2 separate regions of the Ovis aries genome follow, and region 2 is linked to region 1. The links are chromatin contacts, called in public Hi-C maps. All regions are on one chromosome and are shown on one strand. Each heading gives the region's core, a stretch centred on a gene start, on an enhancer-like site or on the middle of the called end of the contact. The rest is flanking DNA. Distances are from core to core; before and after follow the strand shown.

Evidence for each region. Hi-C and Micro-C count contacts between places; a contact is called where the count stands out from the background.
Region 2: a Hi-C map of hypothalamus shows a contact between it and region 1, with 6 times the contacts expected there. The contact joins two enhancer-like sites. A contact is called at or near these places in 4 of 16 Hi-C or Micro-C datasets (hypothalamus, muscle and tail adipose tissue).

Annotation. Positions count from the first base shown.
Region 1 is chr17:52,702,056-52,707,922 of ARS-UI_Ramb_v3.0, reverse strand. HIP1R (huntingtin interacting protein 1 related) reads left to right here. Exons shown (of 32, transcript XM_027956451.2): 20 at 73-159; 21 at 487-594; 22 at 728-864; 23 at 1,100-1,210; 24 at 1,436-1,494; 25 at 1,713-1,743; 26 at 1,829-1,891; 27 at 2,262-2,362; 28 at 2,504-2,609; 29 at 2,699-2,822; 30 at 2,902-2,963; 31 at 3,050-3,253; 32 at 3,508-4,547. The coding sequence ends at 3,552. Among named protein-coding and RNA genes, the nearest start is that of HIP1R, 25 kb to the left of the region's middle. Within about 2 kb of position 2,277, at least 16 of the 54 cell types and tissues checked have an H3K27ac peak or open chromatin away from gene starts, as enhancers often do. A contact at or near this core is called in hypothalamus, where this site is marked.
Region 2 is chr17:52,888,265-52,893,444 of ARS-UI_Ramb_v3.0, reverse strand. It overlaps KNTC1 (kinetochore associated 1), which reads left to right. Exons shown (of 61, transcript XM_060401137.1): 61 at 1-1,333. The coding sequence ends at 4. Among named protein-coding and RNA genes, the nearest start is that of HCAR2, 53 kb to the right of the region's middle. Within about 2 kb of position 2,079, at least 19 of the 54 cell types and tissues checked have an H3K27ac peak or open chromatin away from gene starts, as enhancers often do. A contact at or near this core is called in hypothalamus, where this site is marked.

The DNA of each region.
Region 1 (5,867 bases), core at 1,028-3,527:
TCCCCGCCCCCCACACCCTGAGAGAGGTGGGCTGGGTGCTGGGGCCTCTGACCCGGCCTCCTTGTCTGGCAGACTACCTAGTGAGCAGGGCCCAGGCCGCCCTGGACGCGGTGAGCGCCCTGGAGAAGGGCCATGCCCAGTACCTGACCTCCAGGGCAGGTGAGTGCCACGGGCATGAGCCCAGGACAGGGCGGGGCAGGGGGCAGAGGCCACAGGCTGTGGTGCCCACCGGCCATTGCTGCCTGCGGGCCACCTCTTCAGGGAGCCACACCCTGGAGCCAACCCACCCTCTGGGCCTGGGGTCCCACAGACCCTGGTTTGGTTCCTGCTCTGCTGCTTTGTAGCTGCGTGACCTGGGCCTGCCCCGCTCCCCACCGCACTCTGGGAGCTGGGCTGCTGGGGCCCTTGGGGCTCTTGGGCAGGGGAGGCAGCACCAGGCCTGGCTCTGAGGCAGCAGCGTTAGGGTGTGTCGTCCTCCCCAAGCAGACGCCTCTGGCCTCGTGGCGGCCCTGACCCGGTTCTCGCACCTGACTGCGGATACCATCGTCCACGGCAGCGCCACCTCCCACCTGGCCCCCACCGACCCTGCTGACCGTAAGTGGGCCCGGCGCGCGTTACACGTGGTCCTTGTGGACCTGGGAAGGGGGTGGCTGCAGAGAGGTCCTGGCGTCAGGCCAGGCCAGGCTCGTCCAGGGCTCCCCCCTTACAGCCCTCTCCCCCGCCCCAGGCCTGATTGACACCTGCAGGGAGTGTGGGGCCCGGGCGCTGGAGCTCGTGGGGCAGCTGCAGGAACAACAGGCCCTGCTGCAGGCCCGGCCTGGCCTGGTGCGGACCCCCCTGCAGGGCATCCTCCAGCTGGGCCAGGTGAGGCGGGCAGCGGAGCGTGGGCCAGGGTCAGAGGAGGATGGTGGAACTGGCTCCCCAGTTTCTCCACATCTCCTTCCAGCTTGGGCTGAGCCAAGGGCTTAAGTGCAGGGCCTGCCGCTGCGGGGCACAGGTTGGGGAAAGAGCACTGCCCCAGGCTGGCCCCCAGGCTCTGTAGGGCAGCCGGGGCAGAATCCATCCACTCTGCCTGACTCCCGGATGCCTCGTCCCCCAGGAGCTGAAGCCCAAGAGCCTGGACGTGCGTCAGGAGGAGCTCGGGGCTATGGTGGACAAGGAGATGGCGGCCACATCCGCGGCCATTGAGGATGCGGTGCGGAGGATCGAGGTGAGGACCAGGGGCGGGGGCAGGGGCAGGAGCCCCGGGTGCGCCTCCCTCTGCGGGAGGGCCCGCCAGCCTCTGCAGGTCAGAGGTGAGGGGCGGCTGGGGCCTGGCTCTCCCGCCGAGGCTCTGTGGCTGGTGGGGTGGTAGGGGCTGGCCAGCGCCGGTGTCCCCCTTCGTCGCATGCTGCCCTCCTCCCAGCCCACTCAAAGATCTTATTGTTGGGTGTAGGACATGATGAACCAGGCCCGCCATGCCAGCTCTGGGGTGAAGCTGGAGGTGAATGAGAGGTGAGCCCCACTTGTGCCTCCCAGTCTCCCCGGGACGGGTTCCTCAGTTTTCCCGGATCTGGGGAGGTGGGTTATGCCCCTCTGACTGCACACCCTGCCCTGTGGCCCCACCTGCTGTGTGCCCACAAGGCCAGGCCGAGCTCCCTGGCTCCCCGTGGCTTCCAGGGCCATAGTGCAGACCCTTTTCCCTCGTTCCCCGTCCCTCCTGCTCCTCCCAGGATCCTCAACTCCTGCACGGATTTGATGAAGGTGAGTGGCTGGCTGAGACCCAGGCTGGGCGGGCTCTGTACCTGGCAGGGCCGCCCAAGGGTGACTTGTGTCTTGATCTTGGCAGGCCATCCGGCTCCTGGTGACAACATCCACCAGCCTGCAGAAGGAGATCGTGGAGAGTGGCAGGGTGAGCTGGGCTGCTGGTGGGATGGGGCATCCCTGGCTGAGCCAGGTGGGGCCCCTTCCTTAGTGGGCAGGCTGCACAGCTCAGCCATCGAGGACAGATTCCTGCAAGGGGCCTGACTCCAGAGCCCTCTTTGTCCCAAATCACCCCGTGGTTTAAGATTCCCCCCAGGGCTCCTTTTGGGCGTGAGACCCCTGCAGTGTGCAGAGTGGCGGCAGCTGGTCCTCCCCCAGGGCCTGCAGCGTGCCTAGGAACCACAGCCCAGGGGTGCGCCCCTGTGGCTGGGTGACGGGAGAAGGGCTCACCCCTGGGGATCTGGTGTCCCCCTGGTGACATCCTTGACTGGTCCGCCCTGTCCTCCTGTCACCACTAGGGGGCAGCCACGCAGCAGGAATTTTATGCCAAGAATTCAAGGTGGACGGAAGGCCTGATCTCTGCCTCCAAGGCTGTGGGCTGGGGAGCCACCCAATTGGTGTATGTTGCCCCAGGTCTGGGGGTGGGGTGGAGGGGGCAAGGTGGGGGTGCTCAGGGTTTGGGGAGGGGGCGTGGGGGTGCCTGGCTGTCCAGGGGGTCGGAGACCCAGGCCATATCCCTCCCCCCGGCCTCTGCCCCCAGGGAGTCGGCGGACAAAGTGGTGCTGCACACGGGCAAGTACGAGGAGCTCATCGTCTGCTCTCACGAGATCGCAGCCAGCACAGCCCAGCTGGTGGCGGCCTCCAAGGTGAGGCTCCCCTGGAGACTGACCGCGGGGTGGTGGTGCACACGGTGGGCCCATCCCTGAGCCATCCCTGAGCCCCCCACGCCCCCCAGGTGAAGGCCGACAAGCACAGCCCCCACCTGAGTCGCCTGCAGGAGTGCTCGCGCCGCGTCAATGAGATGGCCGCCAACGTGGTGGCCTCCACCAAGTCGGGCCAGGAGCAGGTCGAGGACAGAGGTGGGCGCTGGGGTCCTCGTGGGGTGGGGTGGGGGTGGGGAAGGCACGCAGATGCTGACCCACCCCGCTCTGCCCTCAGACACCATGGACTTCTCCGGCCTCTCCCTCATCAAGCTGAAGAAGCAAGAGATGGAGACCCAGGTAGCTGCCCTCCCGCCTCTGCCCCCGCCCCGTCCCCTCTCCCTGGGGCAGGGCCCAGCCTGCTGAGCTGCTGTGCGGGGCTGCAGGTGCGGGCCCTGGAGCTGGAGAAGACACTGGAGGTGGAGCGTGTGCGGCTCGGGGAGCTGCGGAGGCAGCACTACCTGCTGGCTGGGGCCACAGGGGCACCGGGCGAGGAGGAGCCCAGCCAGCCCAGCGCCGCCCCCCGCAGCGGGACCAAGAAGCCGCCCTTGGCCCAGAAGCCCAGCGTGGCGCCAAGGCAGGACCACCAGGTGCCCGGCCGGTGGGGGGTGATGGGAGGGGCCCTGGGGTGCTGTCCTGGCATCTGCTCCCGGGTCCGTGGGGCACTGGCCCTTGGGGTCAGTCAGACACCACTGGGTGGGAGCAGACACGCTGCCCGGCACTCCGGGGAGCAAGGCAGGGGCCCAGGGCTCTTCCCGCGGGAGGTGCAGGGGGGCCCTGACCCAGGGTGTGTCCTGCACTCCTGGCGGTGGCCATTGAGCCCCCTCACCTTTGACTCTTGCAGCTCGACAAGAAGGATGCCAGCTACACAGCTCAAGTCGTGAACTAAGCCCCCTCCAAGGGGTCTGGCGGGGAGGCTGACGGGAGACCTGGGCCTCATGGCTGAGGTGCCTCTGAGAGGCCCGGCTGCCCCCCAGGTGCCCAAGCCCTTGGCCCCCAGCCCTCGCTGAGGGCTGACCACGTGCCCAGGACTGACCGAGGCTGTCCTCCTGGATGAGAGCCTGTTTATCTGCAACAGGGACTGCTGAGAGAAGCCAGGCCCCAGCAGCCTGAGCCACAGCTCCTCGGGAAATACACAGAGCGTTTCGAATATTCTGAGCTAGACCTTTTGTTGAGTTTGTGTTCAGCACGCTGGAAGGCAGGGCGGCTCCCTGCCCTCTGGACCTGCGGTCTGAGGTTAGAGATGAATGGCACACAGTCCGTGCTGGCTGCTGGGGATGGGTGAGAGGTCACTTGTTTGTAGCCCTCTTGGGGTGTGGGCTCCCGGGAGACAGGACTAGTATGGCCCCAGGCAAAGCAGGATTGGGTATCACCCCTTTCTCCCTGGGCCTCGCCCTAGGGCGTCAGTGATGGGGCGTGCCCAGCACAGGGAGGTGACCTTTACCTGGGAGAGGCGGGCCCCGCACCCACTGGCCACAGGTGCTGCCATCCTCCCGGACTGTGCAGTGACCCTCCTCCTTCCTGTTGTTCACTCCCCCGATCTGCCGGCCCTGCCCGGGAGCCTTCTCCCCTTGCCCACCGCCTTCCTCCCTTTGGCGCGCCCACCCCTGGGAGGCTTCCAGCCTTCCTGGAGGCCTCCCCAGCTCAGCCACACAAGGCCCAGAAGCCAGGAGCCACCTGCCCACTCTGGATCAAAAGTACCTCCTGCTCCCCAGGAAGGGGAGCGTTTGGATGAGTGTGCTCCCCTGCCACCCCCCTCCTCCTGGGAAAGGGGGAGACCCCAGGTCTGAGAGGAGCACCAGGAGCAGCTCGGTTTGCTCTGCGTGTAGTTATTTCCTTGTGTTGAAGGGTCCTACTGGCAATAAAACGCACTGACTGTTGTCACCCTTGGCCCCCGTGAGGGGCCGCGTCTGGTGCTTCATCTCTCTGTGGCCAGGACACTCGGGAGGGAAGGGGCCCACTGAGTCTGTGCAGTGGAGCACTCGGGGCTACAGAAAGCCTTGCTGGTGCTTTTTCTGCCAAGAGGTGTCCAACTCGTTTCCCAAGGGGAGGGCTGTGACTCTGGGGCACCTGTTTGCTGAGTCTTAGGGCTTTTCCCTAAGAGGCCTCTGTTCCCAGCCAGAGGCCCCCACCCAGCCCTGTGGGAAGCTGTACCCCTTTCAGAAAGGGAGGGGTGAGGCCGATTCCTGGCAGTTGAGACTTTCACCTGAATGCTGCACGTCTGAGCATGGTGGTGAGCCTGACTCCTGGCTGCAGCTGACTGTAGTGGCGACATGGAGTCTTTAAACTGGGGAACTCACTGGGTGTCGAGGTTCCGCAGAGTGCAGTGGGCTGCACCCACCTTCCCCAGCAGCACCTTGGGCACAGCCTTGGCCAGCTGTCTCAGAAACCATGGCCTCCCCACTGGCCGCCAGCACTTGGGGAACCCAAGGACGATGCAGGTCGGGGGAGAAGCAGGTCACCTTGGGTGGGTGGCTTGTGCCCCGTGGCCTCCTGCAAGCACCCTGCTCCGGGGCTGTGGTTTCCTGACCACAAGGTGCGAGGGGCAGGTGAGGTCAGGTGAGAAAGGGCTCCGGCGAGCTGGAAGGGCACAGGGAGGGAACAGCGTCTGACCGTCTGCTAGGGAGATGGTTTCAGCCAACAGACCGACGCACCGGTTCTCGCACCAAATCTAAACCAGTGCAGAAGCGTGCGTGCTGACTACACTCAGGACCCCAGCGGATACACCTTTCCGTGGAGCCCCCACCAGTGAGCACACCACCTCCCACTCTGGCTGGGGCTGGGCCCTGGCCCAGAGGGGGAGAGATCAGATGGGGCTGCGAGGAGGAGCGAAGTGCACTGTCCAGCCCGCTGAGGGTAGACTACAGATCTGCCTGTAAGCTTCCTAGCAACCACCGGGCAAAGAGAAAGCCATCAGACATTCTTGTAAACAAAAGCAAGTTGCTTTCTCAGCAGAAGCCGCCCTCTCACAGGAAAACCACCGCGTTTCCTCGACACCCTCAGCACCATGAAGGGAACGCCGTCTGTTTCATGCAGACAGCGATAGGGAAGCTTCCGTGTGGTGGCTCCAGCGCTCGCACGCCTGAGCTCCTCCCAGGGGCACAGAGGCCGCGGCGCAGCTCAGCCTGGGGCCACAGCCCGAGGTTCCCCCTGCCACCCTCCAGCAGCGCACGATGCTGCCACGGGCCCCCTCCGAACACCTGT
Region 2 (5,180 bases), core at 830-3,329, 190 kb before region 1:
TTAACCTGACACCATTTCTATTTCTAGGGTCTTGATATTGAGCCAGCCTGTTCTGAAGATAGATGTATTTTTATGTGCAACTGCCTGTATTTTCACAGTTCACTTTTTGTGTGACAGAGTCCCAGACTCGGAATCAAAGGCCTTGGTTCTACTCATTTGTGCCAGGAAGCAGCCATTTGGCCTCAGGCCAGTTGCTGTACCTGAGTGGCCTGTGGTTTTCAGATCTGGCCCTCCCAGCCTTTCAGGTGCTCTCAAGAATCACGACTCCTTGTGGAGTCTTGTTTTTAATACAGGAGCAGGTGACAAACCAAGTTTTATTGTATTTACTTATTTGGCTGCACCTCGAAGCTTGTGGGATCTTAGTTCCCCACCAAGGGACTGAACCCCGGGCCCACGGCAGTGCAAGTACAGAGTCCTAACCACTGGATCACCAAACTAAATTTCAAAGCACATTGATTAATGTTGTGCTGGAGTTTCCATCACTTTTATTTCTTTTTCTTTAATTAGCTAAGACATATATGTCCAGTATAGAAAAACAAAAATCTGCCGGAGAAAACAATAATAATAACAAAAAAACTGAACACTTGAAATCTCAGGAACCAGAGATAAGATCACTGTTAACATGTTCATGTGCATTCTCCCAAATGCTTTTGTGTATAAAAACCGCACATAAATCATTTTTAGTCTTGTTCTGAACTTAAGTATAAGGTAAAATTTTTCATTTTGATCTTGTTTTGGTAGTTTTAGTAAACATAATTAGGTTATTGTGGTTTTTTCTTCCATTGGTCCAGATCAAGCATATTAAAATATTTAGCCTACATTTTGTTAACATCCATTAGTAACTTCCTTTGTTCATTTCCAGTCTATTGTGATCAATGGCGTAAGATTACTTTTTTCAAAAAGGGAGAGTATTGATTCAGGAGGCAAGTTTGTGGCCCTTAGAATGTATCTGTTTTTCTCTGATCATAGTTGTCTAAAATGCAAAATAACCTCATACATAGATTTTTAGCAATATAGTTAAGCCTTTTCTGTAGTTTGTCAAACAATTTTCTGTTTAAAACACTGACACTCATAAAAATGCTTGTGTTTCTTCCCATTTAGATGTTTAATGGATCCTAATAGATCAAAGTTTTTTCAAGAAGAACAAGAAGTTTGGAATCTGTTAATAACTGACACTATTTATTACAGTTTTTAAATTGTGCAATCTGTGTGCAATAGCTATTGTCAAATATTCCCCAAGAAGTAATAACTAAGATGCTTAATAACAGCAGAACTGCCTGATAAACAACTCATGTCCCAAATTAATAAATCTTTTCCTTGCCAGTTACGTGCATAACTTGTAGAGACTCTGTTTTTTTGTACTCTATATGAAGAAAAGTATTTTGTTCTCCCAATAAGTAAAGCAACTGCTTACATCCTTCTCTTCCACCTATGTAAATAAGAATATCAGTTTCTTTTTTTTTTTTAAGTCTTTATTGAATTTGTCACAATATCGTTTCTGTTTTATGTTTTGGTTTCTTGGCCACAAGGCCTGTGGGATCTTAGCTCCCCGACCAGGGATCAAACCTATGTCACCTGCATTCGAAGCTGAAGTCTTAACCACTGGACCGTCAGAGAAGTCCCAGAATATCAGTCTTTTTAACTGATAGTCATTCGAGTAAATATGTCTATAATCTTTGCTGCCGTGTGTATCCATCAGTGGCCAGCCAGATGTACAGAAACCACTCTAGATAGTTGAAGCGGAGAAGGATTGAGTGTCAGGAACTGATTACAAAGGTGTCAAGAGGACTGAAAGGCAAAAGGGAGATGAAGAAGGGGCACTGGAGAAGCCAAAGGGAAGGGGCTATTAGCCTAACATCAGAACCTGCCTTTGGGGACTTCCCTGGCGGTCCAGTGGTGAAGACTCAGTGCTTCCCATGCAGGGGGCTCGGCTTCCATCCTTGGTCTGGGAACTAAGATTCTGCAGCAGCACATAAAGTGGGAAAAAAAAGAGAAGAAGCTGCTTTGGCTCTGAGCCGGGGATGCTGCTGTTCCAGAGACTGAGCCTCCTCCCCCTGGCACTGCTGCCCCTGCAGCCCTTGGTTATCCTCCGCTAGTGCTGCACTGCCAAGCCCCCCCTCCAGTAGGCAAAAAAAAACAGCAGCATTTTGCTTTCAGCAACCTTCTAATTCCCGTGCCTGTGCCAAGAAATGACAGAGCTAAACAGAAGCCATCTGGCAAGGAGCCTGAGAGATGAAGGCTGCAGGCTGTAAGCCCCTGGCAGGACAGGAAGGAAGCTGGCTGGAAGGGCTGCGTGAAGCTGCAAACCTTCCACCCAGCACACAGAAATGTTAATCACACTTCTTTTGGTTCTACTTGTGAATAAACTGGAGCTGATAATACTAGAATTCATTTGCCTTTGTTTGGCTTGTTGAGAAAAATGTTTCTGTATAGGAAAGTCAACGTAATACGATTAAAAACATGGGTTTTGGATAAATAACAAGTCTGGGTTTGACCCCCCTGGTTCCATCACCTACTGTGATTTCCAAAGGTCTTCACGAAACCTTATTCCTACCAGAAACAGATGTCTCCTTTACTGCATCCTCCCAAAAGGTGGGCAGTTTTTCTTTTTAAAACTTTTTGCTAATTTGATCAGTGAAAATAGTGTCTCGGTATTTACGTTTGTATTTCTTTAGCATCTATGTGATTAATCCTTAAGAAAACTGTAATTATAAGGCTGAGCTCACAAGTAGAGCCTGTGATTGTTATTCTTGGGCATAAATGTGCAAGGAACAAAAGGGTCATGTGGTGGCACTAGAACGTAACAAATGGAAATGACCGTTCCGCTTCATCAGCAGTCGCCAACCTTTTTGGAACCAGGGACTGGTTTTGTGGAAGATAGTTTTTCCACAAATGGGGGTTGGGGAGTGGGTGTGGTTTCGGGATGATTCAAGCACATTACATTTATTGTGCGCTTCATTATTATGACATTGTGATGTATAATGAAGTAATTACATAGCTTACTATAATGCAGAATCAGTGGGAGCCCTGAGCTTGTTTTCTTGCGCTCAAGCAGTAATGCGAGCAATAGGGAGTGGCAGTAAATATAGATGAAGCTCCACTTGCTCGCCCGCTGCTCACCTCCTGCTGTGTGGCCTAGTTCTTAACAGGGCACCTGCCGGTACTGGTCCATGGCCCAGGGGGTTGGGAACGCCTGCACTTCCTGGGCTCAAGCTGGGCTAAAAAGGATTTCTTTCTCCATCTTAACACTGGTTTCATTGTTCAGAGTAAAGTTCTGGATGTTAACTAGATTTATTGTGGTGATCACTTCATCAAATATACAAATAATGAGTTATGTACACCTGAAACTATTATTACATGTCAGTTATCCGTCAATACAATAAAATAAAATAATTTTAGATTAGGAATCATGTCAAGTTGGTGGAAGATGAATAGACATGCACACAAGTTCTGATAGGGAGCAGGTTAGCTTTTTTATTTTTTAAGCTTATTTTATTTTTTGGCTGTGGTGGGTCTTCGTTGCTGCATTCAGGCTTTCTCTAGTTGAGGCGAGCAGGGTCTACTCTTCGTTGCAGTGTTTAGGCTTCTCATTGCAGCCGCTTCTCTTGTTGAGGAGCACAGGCTCTAGGCACACAGGCTCAGTAGTTGTCATGCAAGGGCTTAGTTACTCCTCAGCATGTGGAATCTTCCAAGACCAGGGATCAAACCCCCGTGGCCCTTGCATCATCAGGCAGTTTCTTAACCACTATATCACCAGGTAAGCCCACAGGTTAGCTTTTAATATGCCCATGAAGTGGTTTTTTGCTATTGGGCTGGAAGAAGCACAAGCTGGAATCAAGATTGCCGGGAGAAATATCAATAACCTCAGATATGCAGATGACACCACCCTTATGGCAGAAAGGGAAGAGAAACTAAAAAGCCTCTTGATGAAAGTGAAAGAGGAGAGTGAAAAAGTTGGCTTAAAGCTCAACATTCAGAAAATTAAGATCATGGCATCTGGTCCCATCACTTCATGGCAGATAGATGGGGAAACAGTGGAAACAGTGTCAGACTTTATTTTTGGGGGGCTCCAAGATCACTGCAAACGGTGACTGCAGCCATGAAATTAAAAGATGCTTACTCCTTGAAAGAAAAGTTATGACCAACCTAGATAGCATATTGAAAAGCAGAGACATTACTTTGCCAACAAAGGTCCGTCTAGTCAAGGCTCTGGTTTTTCCTGTGGTCATGTGTGGATGTGAGAGTTGGACTGTGAAGAAAGCTGAGCACCGAAGAACTGATGCTTTTGAACTGTGGTGTTGGAGAAGACTTTTGAGAGTCCCTTGGACTGCAAGGAGATCCAACCAGTCCATTCTGAAGGAGATCAGCCCTGGGTGTTCTTTGGAAGGAAAGGTGCTAAAGCTGAAACTCCAGTACTTTGGCCACCTCATGCGAAGAGTTGACTCATTGGAAAAGACTCTGATGCTGGGAGGGATTGGGGGCAGAAGGAAAAGGGGACGACAGAGGATGAGATACCTGGATGGCATCACCGACTTGATGGACATGAGTTTGAGTGAACTCCGGGAGATGGTGATGGACAGGGAAGCCTGGCATGCTGCGGTTCATGGGGTTGCAAAGGGTCGGACACGACTGAGTGACTGAACTGAAATATATTTGAATTTAAGTTCAAATACATAATTAGGATCTTTTTTATTATTATATCTATTGTATTTTTATTAGCCATGACCATTATTTTTATTTTCCACTCATCTCCATACAGCCATTCTCCATCCCCTTCTCTAAGCATATTCTAAAAACTCAGGCTCAGTGGATGTGGCTCATGGGCCTGAGAGCTCATGGGCTCAGTAGTTGTAGTACACAGGCTTAATTGCTCCGAGGCATGTGGAATTCTCCCAGACCAAGGATCGAACCCGTGTCCCCCATACTGGCAGGCGCATATATCCACTGCACCACCAAGCATGTCAGTAGACAAAGATCTTGATGAAACTTTAAAAATTTTATATTCTGGGACTTCCTGGTGGTCCAGTAATTAAGACTCCATGCTTCCACTGCAGGGGTGCTGGTTTGGTCCCTAGTCGGGGACTTAAGATCCCCACATGCCCATGTAGCACTGCCCCAAAAATTACATTTTAAGACAAGAAACATTGAAACGAAACTTTATCTGCTTGTGTTGGCCTCCT